2 separate regions of the Mus musculus genome follow, and region 1 is linked to region 2. The links are chromatin contacts, called in public Hi-C maps. All regions are on one chromosome and are shown on one strand. The core of a region is the stretch at or near the end of the contact, and the rest is flanking DNA. Distances in the headings are between cores, read along the strand shown.

Region 1 (6,505 bases), core at 1,127-3,626, 420 kb after region 2:
TCAGCCCCCTTCAGACTTCACCCAGAGCAAAGAAACATTCCCAAATGGTCCCTCATCTCCCTTGGTCTACTTATCTCTCAAATGCTGGAATGTCCTTCTCAGAGTCAATAAAATGGAGAACTCAGAACATCTTCCACTCTCCTGTGGTGACAACCCTACCCAAACACCCACACTGAGCCCTTTGTATGGGAGAACACGTATGCAGTTTGTGGGAGAATCTTTATATATTCCTTTAAGAAAAAGCAAGCAGTAGGAGGCTGAACAATCCTCAGTAAGAGAACCATTTCCCTCTAGGGAAGCAGGATGATAATCCTTTTGAACAGGAAGGACTTTTATCCATGTACACAGTGCAGTCAATCAGCTGGGAGACTACATCAGAAGGCAAGCTGGGCTTGTAGTAGTGTGGGACTTAACCAAATATTCCAAAGAGAGGGTTTTGTATAAAGCTCACTATAGATTTGAAGGGGTGAGATTCACTCCTTGACTAGGTTGTAGGTGTGATCCACCATGTTTAGATTAGACTTTAGTAGCCACGACCTTTCCTTACCTAACTAGCCAACTTAGCTTTATGGCGAGGCAAACATGGACATACAGCAGCACAGGCACTGACAAGCCACAAGGTGGCGCAGTACCTCTATATTTGGTCCCTGAGCACAAGGGACCATGGACTGGGATGAAGATGCTGGGATTCCAGAATTTATGTAGTAAGTATGCAAACTGTCGGCTACTGTCATGTCTTCTGTTATTGAGGCCAACACTGTGTACCAGTTTATTCTAGCTCCTAGTCCATTATGCTAAAAGAGCATTTAACAAGTCATAAAACCCTCATAAAATATCATCTATACTAAGACCCATGCTAACCAACACCAGTACTGATAAATGCTGAAACGCCATACATGACGACACTCAAGACGGTGGTGACCGCAGACAGAAAAGACAGCAGCTTCTTTCTCAGATTTATTTAAAGGGTTAGAGATGATATAGTAAGACATTTATGGCAGGGTCAACATAAACATGATCGCTTTGGTTATACTTCGCACATGCAACTTACTACAGAGGTAACACAGGTACAAGCTTCCATGTGAAACTGCACGGGTGGTGGTGGTGGTGGTGGTGGTGGTGGTGGTGGTGGCAGGAAAGGAGAGAGAACTGTGCGCACGTGGAGTACAGCTAAGAGCAAAGGTGTAAGAAGCCATGCCTAATGCCTACTGCCGCGCCAGGCTAGCAAAGTGCATTTGCTTTAAAGTCTATCACACACAAGCATTAAGGCTACAGAGCTTCCAACCCCTCCAACATCCCTTTCTTTCTGGCACGTCACATTGTCCTGCTTACGTAGCAGCACTTGCAGTCTGCAGCAACCAGACTAAGCGAGCAATCACAGGACTAAGAATTCCTACCCAACCAGCCTGGTACATTTCCATCCCAACCCTCCCTCACCAGCATTGACAACTGGTTAAGTAAAAGGAAAACAACAACAACAACAACAACAACAACAACAAAACCAAAACTGACCAGTTTGTGGGAGCTTACAGGTGGCAAAAAGCCCTAAGAGTTAGACCGAGTAACATCTGGAGCCTGCCATCACCTTTTCCTCGTTAACTGAGTGAGCATATGCTAATCTGCATGTGACAGGAAAACAAACTTTTGTCTATGAACTACTTATACCGTTTGCCATTTGATGGCTGTGTTCTAACTCATCGAAAGGCACATTTGAAAAATGCAATCTTACCTGGGCAAAGTAACCTACCAGCAGTACCTATAGCCGAAAGCTAGCCCAAGAGGTTATTTTTAATAATTGACCTTTACTTTTTATTTACTTTTTTTTTTGCAGCTTATTGATTCTACTTATCTCATTAAAAACTTTACTAGACAGAAGTTGTGTTAAAAACTTGCTTTTAAAAGAAACTCAGGGACATGAAACAGAAGAATGAACGTAATAGGCTAAAGTCTACTGGCTTGTTCTACTTGGTTAATATATGTCTATAACAATGAGGCATCCTATGATTACTAGGTCTAAATTTATGCCATAATTTACTAATTATGTGAGTAGAAAAAAAGAGACAGCTTTAAAAATAGTATGTGATGTCTAATTAGCAGTCCTACTTTTAACAGCTTTGATAGTGTCCCATGAAGTGGAAACGTAAGTGTTCTTTGGAAAGTCAGCTGTGTTGGATGTTTTGCTAAAGCAGACACGAGAAGGAACGTTTCGCTGAAGTGGACACGGGTGAAAGGATGCTTTGCTAATGCATGTGAACGGGCAGGTGATGGGTTCTTTGTTCACTACATGCCTCAAGTGTTGTTGAACTCCATCTGTTGGGCCTCCATAGAGAGAAACACTAAAAACTTCTGATGTGGTTCTGGTGGCTTGCAGCTTCCGCAGACGCGGGCTGATTGGCAGAGTGATGTCAGCTGATACAGACTCACACACAAGACCCGAGGTGAGCCCAGGCCCGAGGACACTTGATATTTGGAGGGAGTATATACAGGACTCAACGGATGGTGATGGCCTTACATATCTTCGTTTCACTGAGAGGCACAGCTGAGAACTTCGAGTTCTTCCTGCTTGACTTGTGCTGAGGCCGAGGCCTGGCCATTCCTGCTAGTTATGCCACTGCTGCTGCTATCCTGACACTACTACCGACCTGGACTGCTGGTGTAGCCTTGACATGTTTGCGAGTGGATGGAGCTGCCACTGCTGACCTGTCAACTGAACAGCTGATTTTCTGACAGTGCACACAGGAGTTGCTCCAAAGAACCATTTTTTAAACAGGTCCACTTCCCCCACATCCTTTCTTTTCCACTACCTCTGGTGGGTGGTGGGCTACAAGGGAGGCTAAAGCATTTAAGAACCATTATTACAATTAGGGTTGAGGAAAAAAAAAATCAAAAACTACAGTCCAGTAAATCCTTCTACCTCTTTAACCCTTTAAGTTCACAATAAGAACTACAGTCTCACCAGACAGTGGTGGCACAGCAGGCAGGCGGATCCAGGACAGCCAAGGCAACACGGAAAAATCCTGTCTTAAAAAACCAAAATACCACAAACAGAAAAACAAAACAAAACAAACCCAAACAAGCAAAAACAAACAAACAAAACCCCCCCGAAACCGTCCATCCTGGCCGAGCTGATGACCACAGCAGAACTGTGCAGAGATGGAATGATCTGAAGGCGGGAGAACGAGGGGGGCAGGGGCTGCACTTTTCCTACTTCTGCTTCTCTGTGCCCCCGAGTAGTGACTCATGCTTTTCAAAGGACTGAGATTTTATGTTTGAGTGAGGAAAAGATGGGAACGCTAGGTTTTGTAACGGCGACTCAGCATTAAACCTTCCTTTTTCTTTGAGTCCTCGAGAGGCAACTGCATGGGAAGCAGTGGACTAGCCCTGGCCACAAGCCAGGCTGCTCTCTGGTGCGCCTTACACTACATTTTTACACACGAAAGAATACGAGCCCACGGGCAGAACTAGCTTTATTAGACGGTTTTACAGAAAGACGCCAGATTACTTTCTCTGCTACCTAAGGTACAAGGTACAGCATCCAGATTATTCTAAAACATGCTCGAGCGAAGTCTGTATTCAAGATGAACTTTAAGATGGGTTTTCTCTTAGAGCAAAGGGAGGTGCTCCATGGTACATCTTCTAAATGAACGTTCCTGCAGTGAGCACACCCCCTCCCTGCTGGCGGAGGCCCTGGCTCCCTGGGACACTTTCTGTCTGGGATTTAACGTGCCAACTTGCTTCCAGGAGGCTCTTCCTTCAGTGGCCTCTATGTTCATGCCTGAACTCACGCTGGGCTACCATCCCTAGCCAGTACAGACTTCACACTGCAACGTTCACAGCACCACTGTCTGATATGAGGGAAGTCACAGCTGAACATGGATAGAGTCCCATAACTAGACTGCTTACTGTGAGAAGATGAGAAATTCAGCAAGTGTTAACTTCCTGGCAGATATATACATAGAAAACTCAGTCCTAACTGGGATCAGGCTTTGACGTCCAACTTGAATGGCAATGGTGCCAGCCTTGTAGTGTGAATTCTGGTCTCTCTGCCCCTGACCTGGCCTTCCTGTGCCCGACTTTCACCATCTCCCTTCACTTCCGGCATTTTGGCAATTCCAGGCTGGTTTTGCCAAGGAGGCAACTGAATATACCAGAGCAAAGCATGTACAGTCTCACGAGGATTATACATGTGAAAGAACACAGAAAAGGACTACCCAGTATAAAAATATAAATGATAACACATCAGCAAGTAGAATATAAACAACCTTCTGAGAGTAAAAGGTGAAACTGCATCCAACTAAGTGCATATCAACTCCTCCTAGGCACTGTGTGGTAACCGCTATAAATGATCTGGGTGCCCATGCTCTGAAACTTCAACCCTTTTCCTGTGAGCACACTTAGTGATCAGCCTCTAACGGCGCTCAGCCAATTCCTGTCTGCCCAGTGTCTACCTTTAGCCCCCACCTCCATGTCACACTGGGAAGTTAGGCACAAATACATTAATGGCTTTAGTGCTAAACACTGGATGCCTAGGCTATTCCTTAATAAAGCAACTAGAAGGAATAGGTTTAAGATAGTCCTAAGTCGTGTAAAAACTCTACCTCATAAATGGCAGATATTAAAAAGACCTGGTTGGGTGTGTGACAGCACACATCCACAGTCCCAGACAGTCAGGAAGCTGGGCCAGGAGGATCACGAGAGCCTAGATGACATAATGAGCCGGGCGGAGGAGCAGCTCAGCGGTAGAGTGAATGTCTAGCATGCACAGGGCTGTGGGTTCAAAGCCCACCCTGCAAACTAGCAGGACCCTTCCAGCTTCCTCAGCTCTGTAGGAGGACTTCTGTCATTGTGGTGGTCGCTGACATGGTTGGGATGTGTGTTCTGGGACTGCATGAGGCTCTGGGAAATGCCACCCTTCAACAAACACCCTGCTATTCTTGAAAATCAAAACAAGGTGGAGTCAATTAAAGTAATTTAAAGTTGAAGACATTCTGGATAAAGTGCTTCCTCAACCAGTCTCTAGAATCATCTGTCCCTGGTGTGGTTATGTGTGTTCAGAAAAATGTCAACAACTTAAGTCTTTAAAAACAGCAATCTTCGTAAGTGGAGCAGTGGTGGTGCACTGCCTTTCATCCCGGTACTCTGGAGGCAGAGGCAGAGGCAGAGGCAGACAGATCTCTGAGTTTGAGGCCAGCCTGGTCCACTATAGGGTGGATGAAATTGACTCGGAAAGACATTTTCAATAATAAGCAGTTTCTTGGGAGGCTGTAGGTGACTATAAGAAAGCGGGTGCTTCTATGTTGCTTCTCTTTAAAGTTTATCCTCTTCCTCAGTAGTAACCGGCATCGATACCAACAGCAAGGAGCAGGCCATGCTTCTCTGACAGACCCAGAAACGAGCCACCCCTCCATTCTTTCGTCTTCTAGATGACATAATCTGGACACTGTGCCACAGGGCACTTTTAAATGATGCTGCTGGCCTTCTCGCTGGCATCTGGATGGTCAGTCTCATCAAAACCAGCCCAGCTGAACGATGCCATGACATTGTGGCTCATTTAAATCCCCCGTTTTCTATGTAGCAAACCAACAGCTTTATAAACTCAGACACACTTTGTTTTCGGCAGTGCAAACATTCTGAAAGAGCACAGAGTCCTCCAGCTATAGAGGATAAAGTCAGTTCATGTAGTGCTTGAAGGAGAATTCCAGCTACTCTGGAATGGAGACGGCCCAGGTGTGACTTTGTCCTTAGAGGCAATGCCTATCTTCAGGGAGTGAGGACTGTTTCTCATCTGAAGCCACTCGTCTTTAGCTTTATTTTGCAGTTCCTGCTGAAGTTCAGGAGCCAGTCCTTCACTGCGGCATGTAGCCACCTTGTCTTACAGTCTGTGGCAAGTAACTTTTGGGAATTTCTTCATCAATTGTGGTCTCCATTCCAACAGATTCAAATCTCTCCATCTGTCCATCAGCCCCCGTGCCAAGAGCATCCGCTGTAGAGCCTTCCTGAAACAGCCTCCGTTGCTCGGATCCATAGGGCTGAGAAATGTGATCTGAAACCTGCTGCTGCTTCAGTCTGACAAAATCCTCCTCATTGCCGGACAAAACCTGGTTTGACCTTTCAAAATGTGAAATCTCTGGACAGGCTTCAGGCTGACTGCAGTTCTGCTTGAAATACGGTTGCCTGGGCAAGATCTCATCCCCACCGTCTACACTATCCACCAGCTGCAGGTCTTCTGGCCGCTCCTCCGAGTCTAGCAGGGGCTGGGTGGACTCGGACCTTGAGAACACTTGCACGGACGGGACCTGGTGCCTGTAGCCGCTGTGCACCACAGTGGAGTACTGCACCGTGCTGGCGGTGCTCTGAGCAGACTCATTCTCCTCGTTGCTGGAGATGCTGGGCCTGGAGGAGGACATGCATGAAGAGCCCCCGATGCCACTGCTGTGCCCTTCTGTACTCACTTTCTCCTTCTTGAACAGGTCCACGGACTTCAGGTCATCTGGACAAGGCTTCT
Region 2 (6,391 bases), core at 1,428-3,927:
TTTAGTAGCTGGGGTATTATCTCTAAAAAAATTTAAATACCCTTTAATTTTCTTTTTACTCGAAAAGACATAACTTTAATTGAGATTTATTCACTTATTCATGTCTCTGTGTGTGTGTGTGTGTGTGTGTGTGTGTGTATGTCACATACATCTGGGTACTTGCAGAGACCAGCAGAAGGCAAGGGACCGACCACTGACACTAGAGTCACAGGCAGTTGTGAGCTGCTTCATGTAAGTGTTAAAAGACACCCGGGGTCCTCTGTGAGAGCAGCAACTGCTCTTAACCGCTGACAGCTTCTGTGTTTTGCTTGAATGAGAATATTTCCTGAAACGCAGCAAAAACTTTGCTTACTCACTTTCAAAATAGATTTGTCCAGATTTGCAGAGCCACCGGAATCATTTGCAGAATTAAAACTATAAATTTTTGGACCTGTATATAATAGACAACAAATGGGAAATTTAATGATTAGTATTCATTGTACCATCTTAATTTTTCTTAAAAGGTTGCTAAATAGTAAATCTCTGACTTTAATTTAATTCTTTCCCCTTAACTTTACCAAAGAATTTAAGATCTCAAAGTTAACATCTTAGGAAAGGGAAAGGAAAGGGAAAGTGAAGACAAACACTACAACAAATGACTGTCAGGAACTTGAAAGACTTCAGTGAGAAGTCAGTAGTAAAAGAAAAAGATCTTAGTCTGCAGCGAGACAGCTGTAGAATTCTCAGGGAGAAATGTGTCATATCTGAAACTACAAGTCTAATAATTTGCATTTATAGAGGATTACTTTCTAGGAGTAAGTGCGCCATGCCACTAGCTTATTTTCTCATAAATCCCCCACCACACATACACACACACACACACACACACACACACACACACAATGCTCCAAGCTTTTTTTTTTTTTTTTTTTTAATATGAGTACGCTGTAGCTGTCACTGTAGCTGTCTTCAGATACACCACAGAAGATGGCATCAGGTCTCATTACAGATGGTTGTGAGCCACCATGTGGTTGCTGGGAATTGAACTCAGGACCTCTGGAAGAGCAGTCAGCGCTCTTAACCACTGAGCCATCTCTCCAGCCCCCTCCAAGCTCTTTCTTAACTCAAGATCTTGGGAATGTTATTCCTACCATGCTTTACAGGATTAACTTCTAGACAGCTTCTAATTTCAGCTCAACTATCACTTTTCATGACTCCTCACCATTGGGGGGAAAAAAACCGAAACAAAACACCCTGCTAAACACTCATGGGCATGCTCTCTCTCTCTCTGAAGCTTAACAACTATAAAGCACGACTGTCTGTGTGATTAGTAAATTAGATTCCTAAGCTGCTCTGGAGCGAAGGTTTCCATTTTTTTCGGTCTTATTATCACCAGTCAGATGCTTGGTATTTATGTATCAATAAGCACATATGCTTGCAAGTTTTTTGTTATAGAAAAAAATTACTGCAAGCAAACAGATCAAACAGAACAAAACAACATATAATTTTGATGTTTTTGAAACTAGCTGAAAGAGTGGCCGTAACTAATCACCTTCAAGTTATCAAATCAATCTGCAGGGTAAGCAAAAAAATGCAAGGATTTGACAAGCATAGAATTTTACTGTAAGTCAATCCAGTGTCCAATGTGTAAAGTGTGGTTATTCTTAGGAAACACTGACTTTTCTGGAACATACAAGGATATTTATGTAGATAGATGCTGAAGAAGACATTAAGATCTGACAGAACATGGAGCTGCATCAAGCCAGAAGCACTTCCCTTAACAACTCTCTTAACTAGCGGAGCGGCTGTTCTGACAGCTCAGAGTGGATTCCTGCTGAACAACAGCAGATGCCATGACTCCGTTCTTAGAAGGAGAAAGAAAAAAAAAAAAGAGTGAGTTAGAAAGGCGAAGCCACGCTGTAACAGAGTTACTTTTGTAACTTTAATGGCCAAAGGCCCTTAGACCGATCTACAAGGCCACCCCACCCACTGCTCAGGTGTGGAAGATGTCTAAGTTTGGATCTCATCAGCTCACGTTGTGAGTCTTTGCTGGACAAGAAGCAGGGTCTGAGGGCAGAAGGCTGGGCACTGGGTCAGGGCTTACCTTGCTTCACTCGGGGCTCCCGGGCGCCGGTGGGGACGGCGGGCGCCGGCCTGGCCACCGGCTTCTTGCTCTGGGCTTCCCCAACAGCTCCGGCCTCTGCACTTCTGGCTCTGGAAGCAGACACGGCGGCCCGCATCGCCGCAGCTCCCGGCGCCTTGTGTTTCTTATTTTTGCCGCCCATGTTTCAGCTGCAGGAGAGTAGTCTTCCAGATCCAGATCCCCGCTGCGGCACAGCAGAAGCCCGAGAGCTCTTCACGTTTGCCGGCTCCCACGCCTCCACCCAGCCTCCTCCATCCGGGCTCCGCGGCTGGGGCTCCGGCTCAATTGGCCCGTGTCCTCAGACTCCGCCTCTCGGCTCCCGGGAGCGAGCGGCATGGCTGCTGTCGTGCGCCACTGGTCGCTAAGTTTTTAGTCATTGAACTGCCGGACTCGCAGTGGTTGGAAGAGAAAAGGGGCAGGACCCAGACTAGAAAGGAGAAAAGTCACGCGGGGCTCAAGGCTCGCTCACTTTTGACTCCTCCGGGCCACCGTCGAGTCCCCCCATTCGGCGTCACTGTAGGGTACGGTCGCGGGGCCTCTTGGGTAGGAGGGAGATTCGGTCTCAGAGTTCCGAAAGATGGCGGATGCTTTCGGGGATGAGCTTTTCAGCGTTTTCGAGGATGATTCGACCTCTGCAGCAGGAGCCAAGAAAGACAAAGAGAAAGAGAAATGGAAGGGGCCACCAGGGTCTGCAGACAAGGCCGGGTAAGGAAAACCTCTGAGCTCTTTTTCTTCTCGTTCTTCTTGTTTTTGATGCCGGTAAAGGAAACACGACTCAGACGAGGAGCACAGAAAGTGTTTGAATGGAGTCAAGAGGCTAAGGAGATTGAGGGGAAAAAAAAAAAAAACCGTTGGGGAGAGAGGAAAGGTTGATTTTGCGGGAGGGAGGGCGGTCTCGGTGTTCGTGCCTGTCCGGCCGCAGCGTGGCTTCCTTAGGCCATGCTTTGGCTGTAACCCCAGCTTAGCAGGCCAGGTACGGCTTTGCTTGCGAGGCGGGGCTTGTCACCCACAAAACCTCTCACATAGTCTTTAAGCAGCGAGGCACTAGATGAGCCAAGGGGGAAGACATGTAGGGGGTTCTTAAACCGCGAAGGCAAATCGCTACCGAAGGAAGAGATTTAATCTCCAAGTTGTAGTTTTCCCAAAATAAATTAATAATAATAATAATAATAATAATAATAATAATAATAATAATAAAGTCAGATTCAGGATATCGCTATGTAAGTTGGGCAGCCCTCGAACTCGAGATCCTCTTATTTCAGGTCCTTAGGGTTGGAATTCCCAGAGTGCCCCTATGACACTCGGTCAAACTAGTTTTCTCTTCCGTTAGCGTTTTACACTTGATGATTGATTCGGTCCGTTATTACATGAGTAGTTGCAAAGTACTGGTTTAAAAAAAAAAAAAAGCTATGTCTTTCTGCTTCTTACCTGGAATCCAGTCATAAATTAATTAATTTAAAAAATCATTGCTCTAGGGCTGAGGACATGGCCAGTGTAAAAGACAGCTTTCTGTTTGAGAATGAGGACCTAGTTTCAAATCTCTAGTACCCACATAAAAAGTGTGAGCACTGTAACCCCAGCACAGTGGGGCACAGAGACAAAAATTGTTGGGCCTGGCTGGTTGCTAACTTAGCCTCTTGGTTGTATAAGTGAGAAACGCTGTCTCAAGGGAGTAATGTAGGATGCTGGAAGTCCTCTGGCCTCCACTGTATGCTCAAGTGTAGGCGCCACACAAAGAAGACACAGAATTTCCCTTATTGTCAGTTACCTTCAGTTCTCAAGTTGAGGAATTTCCTTCACCACACTGACCCTTGGACAAGTCTTTGGAGCATTTTCTTAATTGCTGATTTATGTGGGAGGGCAGCCCAGTGCGCTATGGTGTGTACCTTCCTGGGCAGGTGAGCCTGCACTGGGTGATGGAGCTATAGAAACCCGTGAGCAGCATTTCTGTGGTCTCTGCCTCCGAGTTCCCATTTTCGCTTTTCTGAGTGATGGATTGTAAACACATCAGCTGAATTAAGTCCTTTCCTGTCTAAGTTGCTTGTGGTCAGTGTTTTTATTTATTTTTATTTTGTTATTATTATTATTATTATTATTGTTTTTTGTTTTTTGTTTTTTTGAGACAGGGTTTCTCTATAGCCCTGGCTGTCCTGGAACTCACTTTGTAGACCAGGCTGGCCTCGAACTCAGAAATCCACCTGCCTCTGCCTCCCGAGTGCTGGGATTAAAGGCGTGCGCCACCATGCCTGGCCAGTGTTTTTATTACAGCAACAAAAAGCACACTAGAGCTTTCGTTGGTGGTTCATTTTCACCTTGAAATACAGTTCATAAAGAAAAGGCAAGTTTAACGTTTGCTTGTGTGTCAGTTTGTTTTGAGACAGGGTCTTGCTATGTAACCATTATTGGCCTTGTCCTCAGACATGCTTGGAATTAAAGGTGTGCGCTGCCACACCTGGCTGCTTCCCAAGGTTAGGAGCCGAGTTGTGCACACCTCCTTCCCTCCCTCCTCCTGCCCTGTGTCTCTCATTGGGTAAATGAAGCACTCTAAATCACAGCAGTCAGTGCACACACAACTCTGAGGTTCCTTTGTAGTGTCGTCCCAGGCTATCTGCTTCCTCCGTGTCTTGGAGCAGTTTCCATTTTCTAGAATGTGCTTAAATTCAGCATTTACATTCCATCTGAGTACCATATATGGGTTTGGGTTTTTTTTTTTTTTTTTTTTGGCCTCTTTTTTTCCTCAGTGTCTAAACTGTTTGTTCTTATAACATGTAGCAACACTTTTCCTTTTATTGCTGAGAATTGTGTTCATATTATATTATGTTTTTACCTTTTCATGATCATATTGTGTCTACTTTTAAGTGTGTGTGTGACTGTGTGTGTGTTTTGCGTGTGAAGTGGGCTCATCTTGCCTCAGTGTTCCTGAGGAGGTCAGGAGACAGCTTTTCATTCCGTCTTGTTTTGTGGCAGATCTTTGAGTGTCAGCTGCAGCACTGTATCAGTTGTTTAGACTCCGTCTTGAGTCTTCTCTCGAGTCTCCACCGTAGGAGTGCTGGGATTGCAGATGCAAATCACCCCATCTGGGGTTTTTTATTTTAATCGTTTTTACATTGAAAAGGGGTTATCAGAGTCCGGTCCTCGGGCTTGTGTGGCAAGCACTCCTGGCTGAGCCTTGCTTCTCTTACTCTGCTTTGAGCTTCCAGTCATAAGCCGTGAGAGCTCTGCAAGCGAGGTCTTGTGAATTTATTTATTATTCATTCATAAGATTTACTTACGTGTACGAAAGTTTTATCTGCATGCATGCATGTATGTGTACCATGTATGTCCCTGTTGTATCCCCTGGAACTGTACCAGTTACCAGTGATTATGAGCCACCATGTGGGTGCTAGAAATCAAGCCTGGGTCCTCTGCAAGATCAACAAGTGCTTTTAAGGGCTGGACTATATCCCCACCCCCACCCCCACCCCTGTGAATTTTTATGGAGAACTACCTCACCAGTCAGTCTCTGCACCTCATATACTCTCTCGTATAAAGTTGTCTCTATTCACTACCACAGAGCTAGAATAAGCTCCGTCTCTAAACAGGCTCTGGTTTCCCACGGTGGCACTTAGTATTACTTAGTGCGTAAGGGCCTCGCTGCTATTGATCCCATTGCTTTTAGGTCTTTCACTACAATTGCTTGGAGAGTCTTTCTCTGAAAAAATAAAATTTATACACTACTGATGTAATTAATACAGGATTTTAAGCAACTTCAACTATAAATGTCATGTTTTCTTCACAATTACGTAGTAGTCTTATTTGACATGTAATAGTTTTTCCATAAGAGGAACGTTTCCTGCCTGTAATCCCCGCACTTGAGGCGTGAGACAGGAAGATTGAGTCTGAGGCTACAATGTGGGAGCTGTCTCAAGAAAATGAAAAATAGAGGCCCAGTTGGAAGATTGATGACCAATGAGGAGCTGAGTTCATAGCCTTAGGACCCATGTAAAAGCTCTCGGAGCAGTGCACGCCTGTGATCCCAGCATGAGGGGATCCTATGGCTTGCTTGGCGCCAGAGGAACTGACTCAGGTTCAGTCAGAGGCCCAGGCTTGACAAAAGCAGGTGGAAGGTGATTTGAGGAAAACAAAGGCTGTTGACGGCTAGTTTCTACAGGCACACATGCATGTGTACAGATGGATGTACGAGTACACACACACACACACACACACACACACACACACACAGAATTATGTTAATAGGTGGCAGTCTCACTGCCATTTCAAGGTGAATTA

What was found. Hi-C and Micro-C count contacts between places; a contact is called where the count stands out from the background.
Region 1: a contact with region 2 is called in a Hi-C map of Th1 cells, with 2.4 times the contacts expected there. The contact joins the enhancer-like site here to the promoter of Mtrex in region 2. A contact is called at or near these places in 3 of 39 promoter capture datasets (embryonic stem cells, liver and stem cell-derived epiblast-like cells), 2 of 484 Hi-C or Micro-C datasets (Th1 cells and muscle stem cells), 1 of 115 datasets of contacts at active chromatin or transcription factors (embryonic stem cells) and 2 of 9 other capture datasets (adipose tissue and liver).

The regions. Positions count from the first base shown.
Region 1 is chr13:112,503,787-112,510,291 of GRCm38.p6, reverse strand. Il6st (interleukin 6 signal transducer) reads right to left here. Exons shown (of 17, transcript NM_010560.3): 17 at 3,432-6,505. The coding sequence ends at 5,847. Among named protein-coding and RNA genes, the nearest start is that of Il6st, 43 kb to the right of the region's middle. Within about 2 kb of position 2,376, at least 31 of the 459 cell types and tissues checked have an H3K27ac peak or open chromatin away from gene starts, as enhancers often do. A contact at or near this core is called in Th1 cells, where this site is marked.
Region 2 is chr13:112,923,666-112,930,056 of GRCm38.p6, reverse strand. Mtrex (Mtr4 exosome RNA helicase) reads left to right here and starts at 2,677. Exons shown (of 27, transcript NM_028151.2): 1 at 2,677-2,827. The coding sequence starts at 2,700. Dhx29 (DEAH (Asp-Glu-Ala-His) box polypeptide 29) reads right to left here and starts at 2,377. Exons shown (of 27, transcript NM_172594.3): 1 at 2,084-2,377; 2 at 357-430. The coding sequence starts at 2,264.